2 separate regions of the Callithrix jacchus genome follow, and region 1 is linked to region 2. Evidence: chromatin contacts called from public Hi-C data. All regions are on one chromosome and are shown on one strand. Each heading gives the region's core, a stretch centred on a gene start, on an enhancer-like site or on the middle of the called end of the contact. The rest is flanking DNA. Distances are from core to core; before and after follow the strand shown.

The links. Hi-C and Micro-C count contacts between places; a contact is called where the count stands out from the background.
Region 1: a Hi-C map of skeletal muscle shows a contact between it and region 2, with 12 times the contacts expected there. The contact joins two enhancer-like sites. A contact is called at or near these places in 3 of 3 Hi-C or Micro-C datasets (induced pluripotent stem cells and skeletal muscle).

Annotation. Positions count from the first base shown.
Region 1 is chr15:51,126,347-51,129,216 of calJac240_pri, forward strand. All of the region lies in intron 4 of FRMD4B (FERM domain containing 4B), which reads right to left. Among named protein-coding and RNA genes, the nearest start is that of LMOD3, 150 kb to the left of the region's middle. Within about 2 kb of position 1,370, at least 5 of the 16 cell types and tissues checked have an H3K27ac peak or open chromatin away from gene starts, as enhancers often do. A contact at or near this core is called in skeletal muscle, where this site is marked.
Region 2 is chr15:50,928,224-50,930,923 of calJac240_pri, forward strand. The region is part of intron 4 of LMOD3 (leiomodin 3); the gene reads right to left. Among named protein-coding and RNA genes, the nearest start is that of ARL6IP5, 27 kb to the left of the region's middle. Within about 2 kb of position 1,423, at least 6 of the 16 cell types and tissues checked have an H3K27ac peak or open chromatin away from gene starts, as enhancers often do. A contact at or near this core is called in skeletal muscle, where this site is marked.

The DNA.
Region 1 (2,870 bases), core at 120-2,619, 200 kb after region 2:
TGTTGTAAAGGCTATTTGTTATTTCTTGGTAAACAAAGCTTATTTAGCAAAGAGATGGGAACCATTATGGTGACCTGAAGGGCTGGTGCCTCAGGAGGGCCGTGACTGCCCTCTAGGGGTAAAAGACTCACTCTGCACACAGAGCTGCCAAAGGCACTAACACGTATAATCTCAGGAACTTTATCTCTCCCTCTCCTGGTAACTTGACCTTGAATCTGTTCTGGTTGGTCACCATCACTGCTTTTATTACGTAACTGCCAGCTATTTCTCCTCTTGGTCTGTCGATGAGTTGTAGACAGTAGCCACTTTCATTGGCAAAATGTTCCTTTCAGCTTTGTGTTCTTCTGTTTAAAGTTCACCAAAGGCAAAAGATGCACGTGGCATCTAGGCTGGAAAATGCAACTCAGACGGCATCCTGGGAGGGCTCTCACTCAGTGGTTTTCCGGGGGTGAAAAGAGGGAGGAGGGAGTGCTGAAAGAAAATGCTTTCCAAAAATATTTACCAGACAAAGAAAAAGAACTAGGCCTATGACCAAGACATTGCAAGGAGACACCCTTGGACATAAGCAATTTTCCAGACCCGCTCCACAGAAAGGTGGAAATGGCCAACTTCCACCCCCTCAACAGCCCCACTCAAACTTCTTCTGAAAATAAACACAACTAGAGCCAGGAGGTGCCTCCCCGAACTGGTCATAATTCAAAAAGAGACTCTGCCGTCACTTGCAGGGAGTGCACAGAGGACACTTTGGAGCCGGGGTTCTTGGGGAAAGATTAGAACTATAGTTACCTCCTTTTGACCAGCTAAAGGAGATAACTGGGAAAGGGGCTGTGTGAGGATTCTTCTCACAGTGTAGTTTTGAGAAAAATCTCAGGGCTCAACAAGGAGGGTGGCCCAAATCATTGAAGGAAGTCATTCCTATCATTCCTTTTCCTTTCTTTGAGACAGAGTCTCGCTTTGTTGTCCAGAATGGAGTGCAGTGGCACAATTTCGGCTCACCGCAACCTCCACCTCCAGGGTTCAAGTGACCCTCGTGCCTCAGCTGCCTGAGTAGCTGGGATTATGGGTGACTGCCACCATGCTCGGCTAATTTTTGTATTTTTAGTACAGATAGGGTTTTGCCATGTTGCCCAGGCTGGTCTTGAACTCCTGACCTCAGGTGATTCCCCCCGCCTTGGCCTCTAAAGTTTGGAGATTACAGGTGTGAGCCACTGCACCCAGCCTATTTTTCCTTTTTTTTTTTTTTCTGAAGAGAAGGTCCTACAGTCTGAACCCCTGACTTATGCACCGTCTGGTTTATGTTCAACTGAACTTGGAGCTTTTCCTGAAGACTTTCATGTGGCCAGGACCCTCTTTTCCAGTCTGCCACAAACCTTGCAGCCCAAGGGACCTCTGACACTGCAGTCATAAGCCACATTCCTCCTCCATCTAACATCTTTCCATGGCCTGGGTGTGCCTCCTCTACGGTGTGACTAACAAGGCTCACCCATGATCTTGTCCCCATGATCAGGCCAATGTCTTCATCATTGGGAAAATGCACCTTGTTCACTGCCATGTTCATGCATTTGCCCGTAAAATAACTCATGCCTAGAATGTCACCTCCCACCACCCCTCCAATCTATTTAAAGTCTACCTGACCTGCAAGATCCAATTTTAGTTACTCCTCTGTGTGTGACACCTACTCCAGTCCTCCTTCAGTTTCCTTAACTCTTTCTTATTGCAACACATTGGATGATAGCTCCCCCGACCTTTTTCATTTTTTTTTTTTTTTTGAGACAGGGTATCGCTCTGTAGCCCAGGCTGGATTCTCTTGCCTCAGCCTCCCAAGTAGCTGGGAATACAGGTGTCCACCACCACGCCCAGCTTATTTTTGTGTTTTTGGTAGAGACTGGGTTTCGCCATGTTGTTCAGGCTGGGGTCAAACTCCTGGGCTCAAGTGATCCGCCTACCTCAGCCTCCCAAAGTGCTGGGATTACAGGCATTAACCAACACACCTGGCTGATAGCTCCCTTTTATTGTGGGCCTGTGCCATGGAGATGCTCTGCATACCTTACCTGATTTAATAGTGTTGAATACTAGTACCCTATTCATAGGTGCCCTATGTAGTACATACTATATAAGACACTATTACATCCAGCATACAGATGAGAAAACTTGAGTGTCAGAGATGTTAAGTAACTGGTCTAAGGTCACACAGCTAGCTATCAAGATTCTCTGACACCTGCTCCTACCTCCCTCTCAATCCTTATCCTGTACCACTTTCACTTTTAATCTCTGTACTCTCATCACACTTGCTTTATTTTTGTTTGGGACAGGTTTTCACTCTGTCGCTCGGGCTAGAGTGCAGTGGTGAGATCACCATTCACTGAAACCTCCACCTCCTGGCCTCAGGCAATCCTCCCACCTAAGCCTCCCGAGGAGCTGGGACTCCAGTGAACCACCATGCCCCCTTAATTTTTTTGTTTGTATTTTTACTAGAGATGGCATTTCACCATGTTGCCCACTCTGGTCTAGAATTCCTGGCCTTAAGTGAGCTGACTGTCTCAGCCTCCCAAAGTGCTGGGATTATGGGTATGAGCCACTGTGCCCAGTCTTGTTTTTTCTTTCTCAAAAAAAAAAACAAACAAATCACAAAAGTCAGGCTCAGCCCCACCTCAGGACTTTTGCACTGGCTTTTGTTTGTAATGCCTCCCCAGACTTTTGCACTGGTTCTTACTTGTCATTATATGTCACCTCCTAGATACTGTCCTAGCCCACCCTGTCTAAAACTGACCCCAGGTTTTCTTGGTCATGGCTTTTATGCTCTTCAATGCTCTTGTAATTGCTGATATTTCTTTATCTGTTTACTTTTTGTGCCAGACTATACCATTGCA
Region 2 (2,700 bases), core at 173-2,672:
TACGTAGAGGTGAGGAACTAGGATGTTGAAAAGTAAAAAAAGGAGAGAAGGAGAGGAAGAAAAAGAGGGAGAGCAGGAATATTGCTTCATTCTAAAAATGGGTATTAATAATGGCCGATCAATATTTTGTGTATTTAAAATGGAGAACTCTATAAATATTTATTGAGTTTACTTGTTCCAGATCTGAGTTGAAGTCCTGGATATCCTTATTAATTTTTAAAAAATTAATTAAAAAAAAGAATTAATAAAATAGCCTTTTTGCTTTCTACTTTAAAAATTAACCCTTTAATTTATCCATATCAAATATTTTTAGAAAACCAAAAACTCTCAAAGCTGCAAGAAAAGCAAAGCACACATTTTGTTTTTGAAGAAGCCATTTCTAGGCAGAATACAAAAGATAGAAATCATAAAAATAGCTAGGTATGTTATAAAAATATAAAACAAAGAGTATCAACTTGTTAGGGAGCCTTTTTTCCCTTCACTTGTTAGCTTCTGAAGAAAGTATGTTTAGTGTGCCAGTGTGTGTGTGTGTGTGTGTGTGTGTGTAGCATTACACAGGGCTCACATACGCATACACTCAGAGGCTGGGAGGCAGAGCAGGGTAAGAAGATTGGTTTCAGCACAGGCTGTTTAATTTGGCATGCCTGTATTAAGATCCTACTCTGGACCACCTCAGTGGGAGTCCAGGATAGAGATGTGCAAGACCTGCTTTGAAGAACTCAGAATCCTGTAGGAGAGAACACTGTGAGCAGAAGGGCTGTGAACCTGGAGAAGAATGTGGGAGGTGCTATGAAAGAGGTGTGGCCAAAGGGTAATGGAAATACACAGGCAGAGCACTCCTGATGTTTTGTTGTGTATAAGAAATAGCATTTGAGTCAAGCCTTGGAAAATGGATAGATTCTAACAGATAGAGATTGAAGAAAAGGTAATTTGAGGCAAAGGGCGCTATGGAGGAAAGCAAGGCCCTTCAGGGAACACAGCAGCAGACACAGTTTACCAGGGATATCACAGAGTCGTGGTTATCAAATGTGGTCCTGGAATGAGCAGCAGCAGCATTACCAGGGAATTTGTCAGAAATGCAAATTCTTAGGTCCCACACATGACCTACTGAATCAGAGACTCCGTCGGTGGGCTCAGTAATCTGTATTTAACCCTTTAGGTGATTTTGATCCACAATAACATTTGAGAATCACTATATGGACTTTAGAAAAGAATACAAAAAATATTTTTTCCCACTACATATTAAGGGCAAGCAATTCTGGTTTATATAATTCCTGGATTATATGTGCTCCTGTGGGATAAGCTTGAAATGTTACATTGCTTTTTTCCTGTGGAGGTTCCCTTTATAAGAATAACAACATTTCCAAAGCTAGATCTATGTTTGGCCTTGGCTCTTACAGATCATCCTGGTTTATCGGAAGCCCCAAAAATGGGGAGGAGGGGTGGAAGGAAAAAAAGGAGCTGAAGATAACCCCGGAGTTTTAGACCTAAATGCGTGACAGAATGGAGATAAGACAGAAAACTGGGAACCAGAAACAACCCCTAGGCCTAAAAATGAGCAGTTTGGTTTGGGGACAGATTGAATATGCTAAGAAAACCCTGAATGATCTAAAGGGAAAGGAAGATTTAGGGATTGTTCTAGATTACCTGACAAGAGAAGAGGAATTTCCTATTACATGATAGGAAAGAGGAGACAATTACAAAAAGAATCTAGAGAACCTGGTTAAAGAGAAAGAAGATCTTATAAATGTGGCAGAGAAGAAATGGCCAGTGATGAAGATGAATGCTCAAGGGTTTGTAAACTTCAACTCTGTAATCATAACAACCCTAATGTGTCGTGGAGTCTTTTGATGAACTAAAGCTGCCCATATTATTATACTGAAGTCTTTCTGAAGGAAAATCTAGCGATGGCTTTAGTCAACTGGATGGGAGCAGTCCAGATAAACATGAGTAAGTCTGAAGTGAAACTGAATGTTAAAATAGTTATCTTGTGTGATTGGCACAGAAGCTTGGATATGATATAAAATGCAGCTGGCCTCGGTGAATTAAACAGTTGCTGCAAATGGGATTTTATCTCAGTGAAAAGTACAAATACTCCTTTGAGATGGTAGGAGTGAGCAGACCACAACATTTTTGAAGATGAAAGAATATCACGCATTTGTCAGGGAGGGATAGGCCTATCCAGCCTAATGCCTTTGTGCTATCATACTGACTCAGCCTTATTAGCTCAAAGGGAAATGATTTACTCATTATCTAATACATTCAGCTTGTGAGATAAGACAAAGATTTTTTAAAACATAGCTAAAAACAACAAGAGCAAACTAAAAAATTCTGCAGAAGCCAAGTAAGTCATGTAAACGAGGAAAGCATGCCAGGTGCAAGGCAGTATGGGTAAAAGAGCAAACTAGAGAGTCCATGAGCAAAACAAAAACAAAAAGAGAAAATATAAAAAATAAAATAAAATAAAAAATAAAAAAAAGGGAGTCCATGAGCATTCTCAAGGGTGAAATCAATGCACAGAGACAGCTGATTTGTTTCCATGCAAGAGCAGTGTGGCCAGATCTGATGTTCCAAGTGGTGTCAGATAATCTGAATTTTTTTGCATGTGACGTTCAAAAATGTACACAGTGGTACCCAAGCCAAATAATGCAGGCCTGCAGATCTGACCTCGTGCTCTACCAGTTTCCAGTACCTGGCTCA